2 separate regions of the Anser cygnoides genome follow, and region 2 is linked to region 1. A link is a contact called in public Hi-C data. All regions are on one chromosome and are shown on one strand. Each heading gives the region's core, a stretch centred on a gene start, on an enhancer-like site or on the middle of the called end of the contact. The rest is flanking DNA. Distances are from core to core; before and after follow the strand shown. Region 1 holds the start of TAPT1 (transmembrane anterior posterior transformation 1). Region 2 holds the start of QDPR (quinoid dihydropteridine reductase).

Region 1 (5,244 bases), core at 890-3,389:
AGATATCGTAATGAGCCACTACTTCCTAAATCAACACTGCTAAAAATTTTTCGCTAAACAACTTTTCCCCTCTGCATTTGTCAGTTCAAAGACTCAAATACCTTGGGGCCGGATTTTGCTACAGTTGCATTTACCTTCTTGAAGTGGCCAACTTGCTAAAATACCACATGTAATAGTTGAAACACACACATCTCTGCACATGTAAAAGAGCACTTCAAAATTGTGACAGGTTACAAAAGGAATGTAAGGCTCAGGAAAAACATATGCAGGGACTCTGTGGGTAGTAATTTGAGAATATCTGCTCATATGCTTTTGAGGTGTCAAAAATACAAGTGAATTCTTGGCTTAAAATTTCTGCAGTCGTACTATTATTGTGCCTTCAGCTGAACTACTTTGAATGAAAAACTGGAATATTTTGTAAACTAATCGAGGTTATCTTGGGTTAACCCAAGATGCAAAAAAAAATGTATGTGCTGTCACAACCAGTGCAAGGCAATTCATTTGATAGCTTCTCAGTGGGCCCGAAGGAAGACACAGCTGGTTGTTAGAGGATGCTTGATGCTGCAAATGCCTTCATTTGGATAAGATTGATAACGAGGTTGTGACAATTTGTTGTCCTTAAAGATCGTGCAATGCATCTTACAGATAGACATAGCTATTGCACACAGCTGGGAGGAGAGAAGCAGTCTCTCAGGGTGTCATGTAACTTTGCATGGACTGCAGCAGCTTTCCTGCTAAGAGGAATTTTTCAAATATTTTTTAGGGACTTCTGCTCCACATCCTATTTTTCAATTGCTTTTTACACCCACAGAGAAAAGAAGGGAGAAGACAAAACTGTTGATGTATTGTAACTATCATTGTTAGTTCTCTGTTTGATGTTATTATACATTTTAAAAAGCTCTCCATGGCCTGAAAACATCAGGACCTTCATTAATCCTACATGATTTTAGGCATCTAGAAGCATTAATGGCAGTGGAAATGGGCACTTTCAGACCATCCAAGGCCTGAAATGCTCTTTGAGACAACTCTTTGTTCAATTAACTTAGAGGTAGAGTTTTAGAAGAAAACTACGCACACTGTGGTCTTCCAAAGAAAGAATAAAGCACTCCTTGTTTTCCCAGGATAAGTGGCTAAATATTAAGCTGAACGAATCTGGCCTCTGAACGCATGATAAGAACACGAGAAGTGAATGTGAAGGAGATCTTGTACTTGAAATTCAGGCCAGGTATTTTGTCCTTGTGCCCATGTGAATTCCTTCTTCAAACAAGTATTCTGCCTTTACCTTGAGCAACCTACTTCTTATATTCATGTTTACTCCTCTATACATTCTAAGCGCTTTGAAACAGGAACAATTATTATTCATTAATAACCCCGCTATGACCACTGCAACTAACCAATGGCATTTTCAGCCTCGGCACTTCCCAAATTGCAAGAGTTTATGCCGCCTTGAGGGCTGGTTTGGGGGCCGGTTGGGTGTGTTGGTGTTTGTGGTCCCACGGAGCATGGCACAGGTGGTCCAGGACCCGGTGGGCTGCCGTGAGCCCTGGGCACACCAGACGACCGCAGCAGCACCATCCTTCACACAGGCTGGCTCACAGACGGCGTCTCCTTCCGGAGGCCTCCTGCACAAAGTGCCGCACAAACACGGACAGCAGGCCGCTGACCTGAAGTGCGAGGTCAGGTCCAACAAGCACATTGAAGTCCCGTTGGCTTTACAGTTAATAATTCACCTCTCACTTTCCTTTTCCAATCACGGCCTTATTTGTGCAGTGCGGCGTAGATTAATAACCTTAAAGCTGCTTTGCACTACTGCCCCTGAGCCCGCGCGACCTTTCCACGCGCGCCCTTTGCACCAACAAGAAGACACGCAAGACCTCTTCCCTCACACAACCATCTTTATTCCCACCCCACGATATAAACAGAACCCGAATACGCCCCGAGGGCCCCAGCTGGGCGGGGGGAGGCTCGGAGAGGAGGGGGAGGCTCGCAGCGGAGGCATCGCCGGGCTGCCGGCGCGCAAGCGGTTAACGGCGGCGGGGCCGCACAAGATGGCGCCGCGCCGGCTTCGCCCCCGTCCCCGCCCCGCGCTCGGCTCTGTAGCGGCGGCCGGGCCGGGCCGCGCGGCGCCGCCGTCGCACGGTGATGAGTCAGCGGCAGGGGCGCGGCGCGGCGCGGGGCTCGGGGGCGGCCAGCGCGGAGCGGGCGGCGAACATGGCCGGCGTTGCCGACGCCGCCGCGCCGGGGAGCGGCGGGGAAGGGCGGCGCGGCGGCGCCCCGGAGCAGCAGCAGCCGCCGCCGCAGCAGCCGCAGCCCCAGCAGCAGGAGGGCTGCCGCGGGGAGCCCAAGACTCTGTGGGGGAGCAGCGAGCCGCAGGCGGCCCCGCAGCAGCGGACGGAGACGCTGGGCTTCTACGAGAGCGACCGGGGCAGGAAGAAGAAGAGGGGGCTCTCGGGTGAGGAGCGGCGGCGGGGAGGGAGGCGGCGGCCCGAGGGGCTGCGGGGAGCGGGGAGGACCCCGGCGGGGCTGTCCCGGCTCCTCTCAGCCCGGCTGAGGGACCGGGTCAGCCTCAGCGGGTGCCCGAGGCGGGGCTGAGGGCGCTGCCGCCGCCGCCGCCTTCGCGAACTTGGGCGAGAGACTTCAAAAAGTGCGCCGGGGTGCGGGGAGCGGCGTTGTTGGCGGCTCCGTGAGGAGAGGAGGGAAAGGAAGGGCAGGGAACGGGGCTCGGCTGGCGGCTGAGGCCCTTCTGCCCCCTTTGCTTTGCTCTCAGCCGCCCAGCTCGGCCCCATCGGTGAAGCGAAGCTCCTACACTCGCCCCGTCCACCCTCATCTCTTCAGACGAGCGTGTTCATAAAGGGCGATGAGAGCACTGAAGTTTCACCTAGCGCGTTAACCGATCGGTGTCCGGACGCTTTTTTTAAGTTATAAGGGTGTCTGTAACGGGAAAGCTTCGCGCTGATGTTAAAAATGGGGTTGTTAAACCTGCAGCCTGCTGAGGACTGGCTCCGGAGAGCCACAGGGGCAGAGCAGTTCTGTGTCCTCAGCTCCGCTCCTCGGGTCTGGGGCACACAACTTGGCTTTCTTCCTGAGGCACGAAACACGCTTCATCGTTAAACATTGCTTGTTAGGTACACGTAATTATCAACATAATAGTCTTTTCCTCTACTACTGAAAGTAGCTGTGTTATTAGAGCCTTGAAATCCTATGCGGAGTGTTAGAAGAGTTTCTCACTGACTGTGTTTTCCTACCTAATGATTTCACAGGGAAAAATAATAAGAGAAAGTAGATTGACAGTAACGGCCTTTACACAGTTTTATTTACATTTATACTTGAACTGATTATTTTAGGTATCCATCAAGTAACTTCTGAAATTTAGCCCAGCCTCGTTCATAAAAAGTAAAAATTGTCATCTAAATGACATGGTTGACATCTACACCATAGATAAATGACATCTAAATGACATGGCCAAGTTGATTTGATGTTGGTAAACTTCCAACCAACTATTTTAGCACCTTATACTTAATAGAGTGGTTAGCTGGAAATGTGAAGAGTGCTCAAGAAGTGTTCAGATTTCCAAGCTGTCTGCCTCACCGTTGGCTGGAACGTGACACAACAGGTCATATCAAATAGAAAAGAGGAAAAAATAGTGATCGGAAATTAGCTTAAATCATATAGCAACGACTGAATGGTTTCCTTCTAAGCTTGACAGGTGTTATGTCTGTTTCTGGTGTATTATGTCATAGTATCATTGATCGCGCTGTTTTGGTGGTGAAACTGCTGCAGTTCCCGTAGTTGTAAGGAGCTGGCTTGGTTACAGTACTGTGACTTGGTTTGTGGTGGGGAAAATACGGTCAAGATGGGCAGTGATGTTCCTGAAAGACAGATGAACAGAACTTTTTTTAAAGCAAACAAATCGGTATGCAGGGGGGGAAAAATACTAATAATCTTCCAGCAATTGATCTTAATTTAAAAAAAAAATATTTAAAAGTCATTGGTGTACTCTGATTCTTCGAGAAAACATTACAGGAACAGGCTTTTGATATAGCAACTAAAAATTCTAATTCATCGTTGCTGGTAGCATTATGCTTTATAGTACACAGAAGTAGATTTTCTTTCAAGATGGTACAGTAGGGCAAGTACTGTACAGAGGAGTTATCTGGAGGGGAAGGAAATAACTAGATCAAAAATATAGGTATTGTGCTACTTTTGCCTGGAACTGTTAGCACTAAGGATTAATGTTCTGATTGTTTCTCAACAGAAAATTTGTGAGGCACGGTGGATTGTACATTTGCACAAGTTTTCCTCTCCGTTTCTGGTTAATGGTTATCCCTTGTGTCGCTATGCATTGAAGTATAACTTTGGTAAATCATTATCTTTTTATCTTGAAAAAATAACTGTGGCCTTTTACGTTTTGAAGATGCTTGTGCTTTTCTGTACCGACGTGGGGAGATGAATGAGAATACTTAAAGCATTTAGACTATGCCATCTGAACAATTTAAACTTAGGCCAAAACTTTTTGACTGCAGAGGAGGGAAATTTAAATAAATTAGAAGTAGGAATTAAAGCATTTTCTTCAATTTAACAGAAAACGATGCTTTCATAGCAGAATTAAGCCCCTTTTCAGGTGATTTATTGCTCTGTCCTGCCTTGGTGTCTCATCCTGTTCTGCTGGCTGTGTTTTTCCTACAGGGCCAGCACCGATCTGCTCCGTGGCTCTGTGGGCACAGAAGTAGGGTGATGCTGGGTGCTAGGAAGTGCTCGGAAAGGAGGTGGCTGGGCGACCGTGTGCTTCAGCACATCCCATCGCTGGAGAGGGTGTTTTGCGTGCACAGTCTGGAGCTTCTCTATTGATCAGCGTCAGTTGCGAGGAGTGTCTGGGGTGTGGAAGTTCAGCGAGGTGGAGGGAACTTAAAATGATTTGTTTTTTAACGACGAAGCCAATGAACCAGTTCATGTGAGGTAATGGGAAGTGGGAACAGACAGCTCAGCTGTTACTCCACGGCGGTTGCCCGTATGTCAATATTTATTTTGCAGGAAACTTGTGTTGGTTTTGAGATGCATTACCTTTAGGTTAGTGAAGGTTGGTTATCTGTGGTGTCAGAAAATGTAGCTGGGAAGTTACCAGAGTAGTTAGTTTGGATGTTCATACCTAAGCTTATCTTTTGTTGTTTTTTTGTTTTGTTTTGTTTTTCCCAATTCTTTCTTGAGTTTCAAATGATGATGTTATGGAGGAGGACTTCAGAAAAC
Region 2 (5,244 bases), core at 1,327-3,826, 480 kb before region 1:
GAATGCTAGGCCGCCTTCTCAGGTTACACAGTAATTAATCAGAAAGTTTACTAACAAGGCTAGAAAGTTGTAAAAGGATTAAATCCTTTTACAGAGGATCAGCTACCTTTTTCTTCATTCTCTTTGACATTCATGGATGGGGTGAAAGAACTGGAACTATATTTCTGAATACCTCGAAGAGAAGGAGCAGCAGCAGAGCAGGATGAGCTTTGACCTGATGTCCTATTTGCCAGCCATTTTGGTTACTGAAAAGCGGTTAGTCCAAATTCACAGCGTAACAACAGGTCACGCTGATCTAAGTTTCTCTGGTTCTCTTCACCACTCCTAAGACCACAGTCCTGCCTGCTTTCAAGACTTTATAGCGGTGTTTGTGCAGCTATGTATGGAGCCAGTATAGAGGGATGAGTTTATGGGAAAGAAATTGATCTTTTGCAGGCTAATTTTCAGCAAGCTTAACTCCCTGATCTACCTCACCACACAACTACGTTAAGTACCACAGCCATTGCCAAGGATGGGCCAGCATTGCTGTGCACCCGGGGAGAGTGAGACGGCGGCAGCTTCAACTTACATTCGTTTAAGATGCTGCAGATCTATCCGCCAAACTAAACATCTTTGATGCAAAATATCATTTTCACTTCAGCACAGGATGTGTGAAAACTGGAAGTCATCCAAAGTACAGATCAACATCTGACAGCTTTTGAGAGCTCAAGAAAATCTTTGATATTTCTACACTTTGTATGCATTCAGTATTTTTTCTCTCTTTGAAGTTACCAGAAAAGAAAGTAAAAACTTCTTCAACAAAGTAAAAACTTCCTCAACGTGTTAATATAAGTTAGGAGTATCTACTATGGCAGACATCTATTTTGGGACAGCTAGAGAAATACATAAATGGGGCCGGCTAAATAAATCTCTACTTCTTAAAGGAAAAAAGGAAAAAGAAAAAAGGGAGCACTTTAACAAATACGGCAAGAATAGAGGTGCAGATATTGCAGAGCAACACTTGGCATAGGAAAGTTTCAGTCAAGGAAAAGTATGACTTACAGGGTCATCTCCAACATACTTCCTCCTATAACTCTCCCGGGACACAAGACTGAAAGGGAACCCTCTTCGCTCCCTTCACAAGACTAAAAGGAAATACTCAATCTAGCTCTAGGGATTTTTTGTTCTTTGATTCCAGAATTACAAAACATAATCAGAGAGAAAACCTAGCCTGAAATAGCACTCAAATCCCAAACCATACAGACCACAAGTAAGCCACAATTACACGTTTAATAATAATGATTTGCTTTCTACAGGTTATGTAAACAAAATGAATGGAGTGCTTATAAAGTTGAACTAGACATTTGACTAGAGATTCAACCAAAATTGTACTTACTTGTGAATTTGGAACGACGCCCTCCCAGCCCACACTGGCGTATCTTGCCGCCCCTAAAAAGGCCATAGGAAATTTCTCCCATGAACTTGACCAGCTCTGGATCTGTGGCGTTGACTAAATCAGCTCCTGTTTTGCAAAGCATCTTTCCAGTCATCCACCTTTGGGTCCCCATTGCGACGGCAATTAAGATAAAAGACGCAAAACTTATTGTAGAAGCCAAGGCAAACAAAGTCTTTTTAAAACACCCGGGCATCCTAGTGGTTTCAAGGAATCATCTCCAAGGCCTCTCTTCAGTAATTAGGCACATTTCCCATTTTTCCTGTCGCTCTGAAATCCATGAACGAATAGCAAGTATTTCAAAATACATCTCATTGTATTTCAAAGCTCCATAAATTAAACTGTACAGTTAAAAATCAAGTCCAAAAAGGTGTTTTGCTGCGAAAGCATCCTGAAATGGTTGCAAACAACAGCTTCAATACCGTGTCATGCGGTGGTGCTTGTTTCTGCAGAAAGTAATCCTATATCTGTTGCATGGCTAATGTTTCACCAGAGCTTTAATAGTCCTGCTCAAATGGCATCAAGTTCTTTAGCATAACCACGTGGGATGAAAATTAGAAGCATTTTTTTTTAAGATGATTAAAAACATGGGTAAATAGCTGCAAGGGACAAAGCTTTGCAAACGTGGAGTTTATCAGCAGAATTCCGCTGACATCTCGGCTGCGTTAAGCTACCTCCTCCTGGTGCTTACTCTTTCCCTGTGTAAATGTCAGTGCTGTCAGAGCCACCAGGGCTGGCAATAACCCTCAGAGCGATGTCCTTCCATCCCTCGGCCTGCTAGCGGAGGTGTTTAAACTCTGTCCAGGAGGCTGAGGTTTCACACAGGGACCTGCTGCCTGCAGCAGGCAGCGCAGGGCCCTTCGTGCAGGGTGGGGAGGCAACGGCAGGCAGCAGGGCCTGGAGCTGGGGGCTGTGGCGAGGGCAGGAATTCCACCTAGCAGCAATATCGAGCAGCACTAAAGAAAACCGGCAACAATTGCTCGCACTCCTACAGTTACAGCCCCTCACAGCCTCTCGCTAATTAACACTCCCCTGAGGGAACGCAACCCGCCGCTGAAGGGCGGGAGGCTGAGGTAAAAACCCAGCGGCTCCCCGGGGCTGAACCCGGGCTCGGAGGCTCCTCCTGCTCTCGGTGCGAGGCGGAGGCAGCCGCCAGCCCCCCCGGCCCCGGGGGCGGCCCCTGCGTGGCGTCGGTGAGAGGGGAGGCTGGGGCCGGGCCGGAGCCGGAGCGAGGCGGGCAGCGAGCATGGCGGCGGCGGGCAGGGTGCTGGTGTACGGGGGCAGAGGGGCGCTGGGCTCTCAGTGCGTGCAGTACTTCAAGGCCAGGAACTGGGTGAGCGCCGGCAGGGCTGCTGCGGGCCCCGGGGGGGCGAGACGGGGCTGCTTTGGAGGGGGGGAAGTAAGGGGGGGGGGGGGGGAGAACGAAGGGTGCCCCGCCGGGCGCTAACGGTGCCTTCTCGCCGCCCCAGTGGGTCGCCAGCATCGACCTGGCCGAGAACGAGGACGCCAGCGTCAACGTGGTGGTGAGGGCGACAGAGTCCTTCCCCGAGCAGGCCGAGCAGGTGGGAGCGCGTCGCGGGGCCGGGGGGGCGCGGGGGAGGCCCCTCGTTCCGGGCTCCATGCGGTGGGTTTGCACCCGCTCGCCATAAACCCTCTCTCAGAAGCACTGAGACCCCCGACTGTGGGAACCCCGCTGGTTTTGGTATCCTGCTGCTGTACCCTGAGCTCAGGGGTGCCACCATTTGCCTGCCACTTCTTAACTTCATTTATTTTTCACTTTTAACTGCTTGGAGGTATAGATACGCGGAAGAGCTTACTTTGGGAGTTTAGAAGTTACCCTATGTTGTCACTCAGAATGTGTCACACTTGGGTATTATCTTCCTCTTTGTTACCTGAAGGGCTGCGGGCAGAATGAGATTACTTTAATCAAGGTGGATTAGGGCATCTTAAAATGCAGCACTTCTTTCTCATGTCCTGTCTGTGCTGCATAGCTGGATGGTAATGCTGAAAACATTTCCCAGTAGGGTTTGCACTGTGACAGAGAAAATTGACAACCAACAAATTCATCACCAAGTGCAAAGTCTCATTTGAAAGAGAAAGAAATACTGGATATTTAAAAGCCTACATACTCAAATCCAAGGATGTGATTCATAAGGAGGCTTTAGTTGTTTGTTTCTTGTGCTATCATTGGAAATGTCACAGAAGCAGTTCTGATCAGACCTGGAGTTTCATTTCCTGTATTATTAAACAGCACAGTGTGCAGAGAAGAACCTGTCCAAAAGTAAGTCACAAATGAAAAATGCTTATGATATAGGTAAGGATCGGATCTTTCAGTCCTGCTCAAATCAGTTATTGCCAGTGACATCGCACAGTGTACGGTCTGACTTGCATCTACAGTTAGCTTTCAACCCAGTTATTGAGTTGATAAATCATAAGTGATAATTTTGTACAGCTGTTTAAGTTGCTGCTGTTTGTTGTATTTTTTTTCCAGTTATGTAGTTGAATAATACTAAGGCATTCATTCTTGATATTTATTCTTTTACCTTACAAATTCAGTGTTTTCAGAATGTTATGTTTTGTGTTTTGAAGGTGACAGCAGAGATTGGGAAGCTTCTTGGTGAAGAAAAGGTGGATGCAATCTTGTGTGTTGCAGGAGGATGGGCTGGAGGCAGCGCCAAAGCTAAATGTAAGCCGGTGCATGCTAGCAAATACATGATTGAAATCTGAGAGGAATCCGTAAAAAGTCATGATAATAAAGGTCTTTGAGATCATCTTTCATCCAGAGTCCTGAAGATGTTAGCCTAATAGTGCAAAGTAACTCAGTCACAATGTTTCTTAGCACTTTTCTCAATTATTGGTGCCTGTTAGATTTCCAAAACCCTCAATGTTCTCAACGGTACTTTTTGATGCACCGTTTTTATTGGTAAATCTTGATGCACTATATAAAGGAGTTCAGCATTACCTATGAACTAACTTTTGCCAAGGTTATGTGTGTCAGGCTTGTTACGTAATATACTGGCTGAGTGGAACATTGATCTTTTTGCCCAAATCATTGCTTTTTGCATAAAACCTCAGGTGCCTGCTGTAGTTTTCTGAGCTACTGGTATACAATACAGTATTGGAAGGAGCTGTTTCATGGCCAGAGGCTGTGCTAGAGGGGAAAAAAGGTCCTCAGTTTATAAAGCTTTTAAATGTATAATATTCAGGAAATTGTTTTATGCTTTATGTACTAGTGTAGAGACTTAAAAAAAAAAAAAAGCCTTTCTGTCTGGAGTAAATCTGTTAAAATGTGGTGTTTTCCTTCCCCTTCCTTGTTCAGACATCATATGCAAAATGTTCACTTTAAAGAGAGAATATGAGAAGACGTACGCAGTTAAATCAGAGCGAATACTTCTATAGAATTGCATTATATTGTATTGTTATAAATTTGTACAGTAATTTGAATGAGGTGATGGATCATACCCTACTATCCTTCCAATAACGTTACTATGAATTAAGGTTATTTTGGGATCAAGTGATCAGCTTGATCAAGTGCTTGATTCAACTCCTTTATTTCTTGGAGTCTTCTATCCACAAGTTGAGCAGCCAGTGAGGAAATTATGGAAAGAGAGCTCATGCTACTATAAGGTGAGGAGAAGCTAATCTAAAAATTTTTAGATTATTGACATAAATTGAAACAATCCCTATAGAAGTCTGAAGAATTTGGAAATCTTTGAACTGAGCACAAACATTAACAGAGAGCTAATGAAACTATCTGGTGTTTATTTTTTTATTTCTGATAGTAAGAAAGTAGGTAATTGTCTAGAATATAT

Evidence for each region. A called contact is a pair of places that touch in the nucleus more often than the background predicts.
Region 2: a Hi-C map of liver shows a contact between it and region 1, with 9 times the contacts expected there. The contact joins the promoter of QDPR here to the promoter of TAPT1 in region 1. A contact is called at or near these places in 2 of 7 Hi-C or Micro-C datasets (both in liver).

The regions. Positions count from the first base shown.
Region 1 is chr4:16,070,475-16,075,718 of Taihu_goose_T2T_genome, reverse strand. TAPT1 (transmembrane anterior posterior transformation 1) reads left to right here and starts at 2,139. Exons shown (of 15, transcript XM_048046954.2): 1 at 2,139-2,452. The coding sequence starts at 2,143. LOC136790644 (a long non-coding RNA gene) reads right to left here and starts at 62. Exons shown (of 3, transcript XR_010830970.1): 1 at 1-62.
Region 2 is chr4:16,546,591-16,551,834 of Taihu_goose_T2T_genome, reverse strand. It overlaps QDPR (quinoid dihydropteridine reductase), which reads left to right and starts at 2,576. Exons shown (of 7, transcript XM_066995688.1): 1 at 2,576-2,765; 2 at 2,902-2,994; 3 at 4,022-4,118. The coding sequence starts at 2,679. CLRN2 (clarin 2) reads right to left here and starts at 1,628. Exons shown (of 3, transcript XM_048046126.2): 1 at 1,376-1,628. The coding sequence starts at 1,628. It overlaps LOC136790645 (a long non-coding RNA gene), which reads left to right. Exons shown (of 4, transcript XR_010830971.1): 4 at 436-1,382.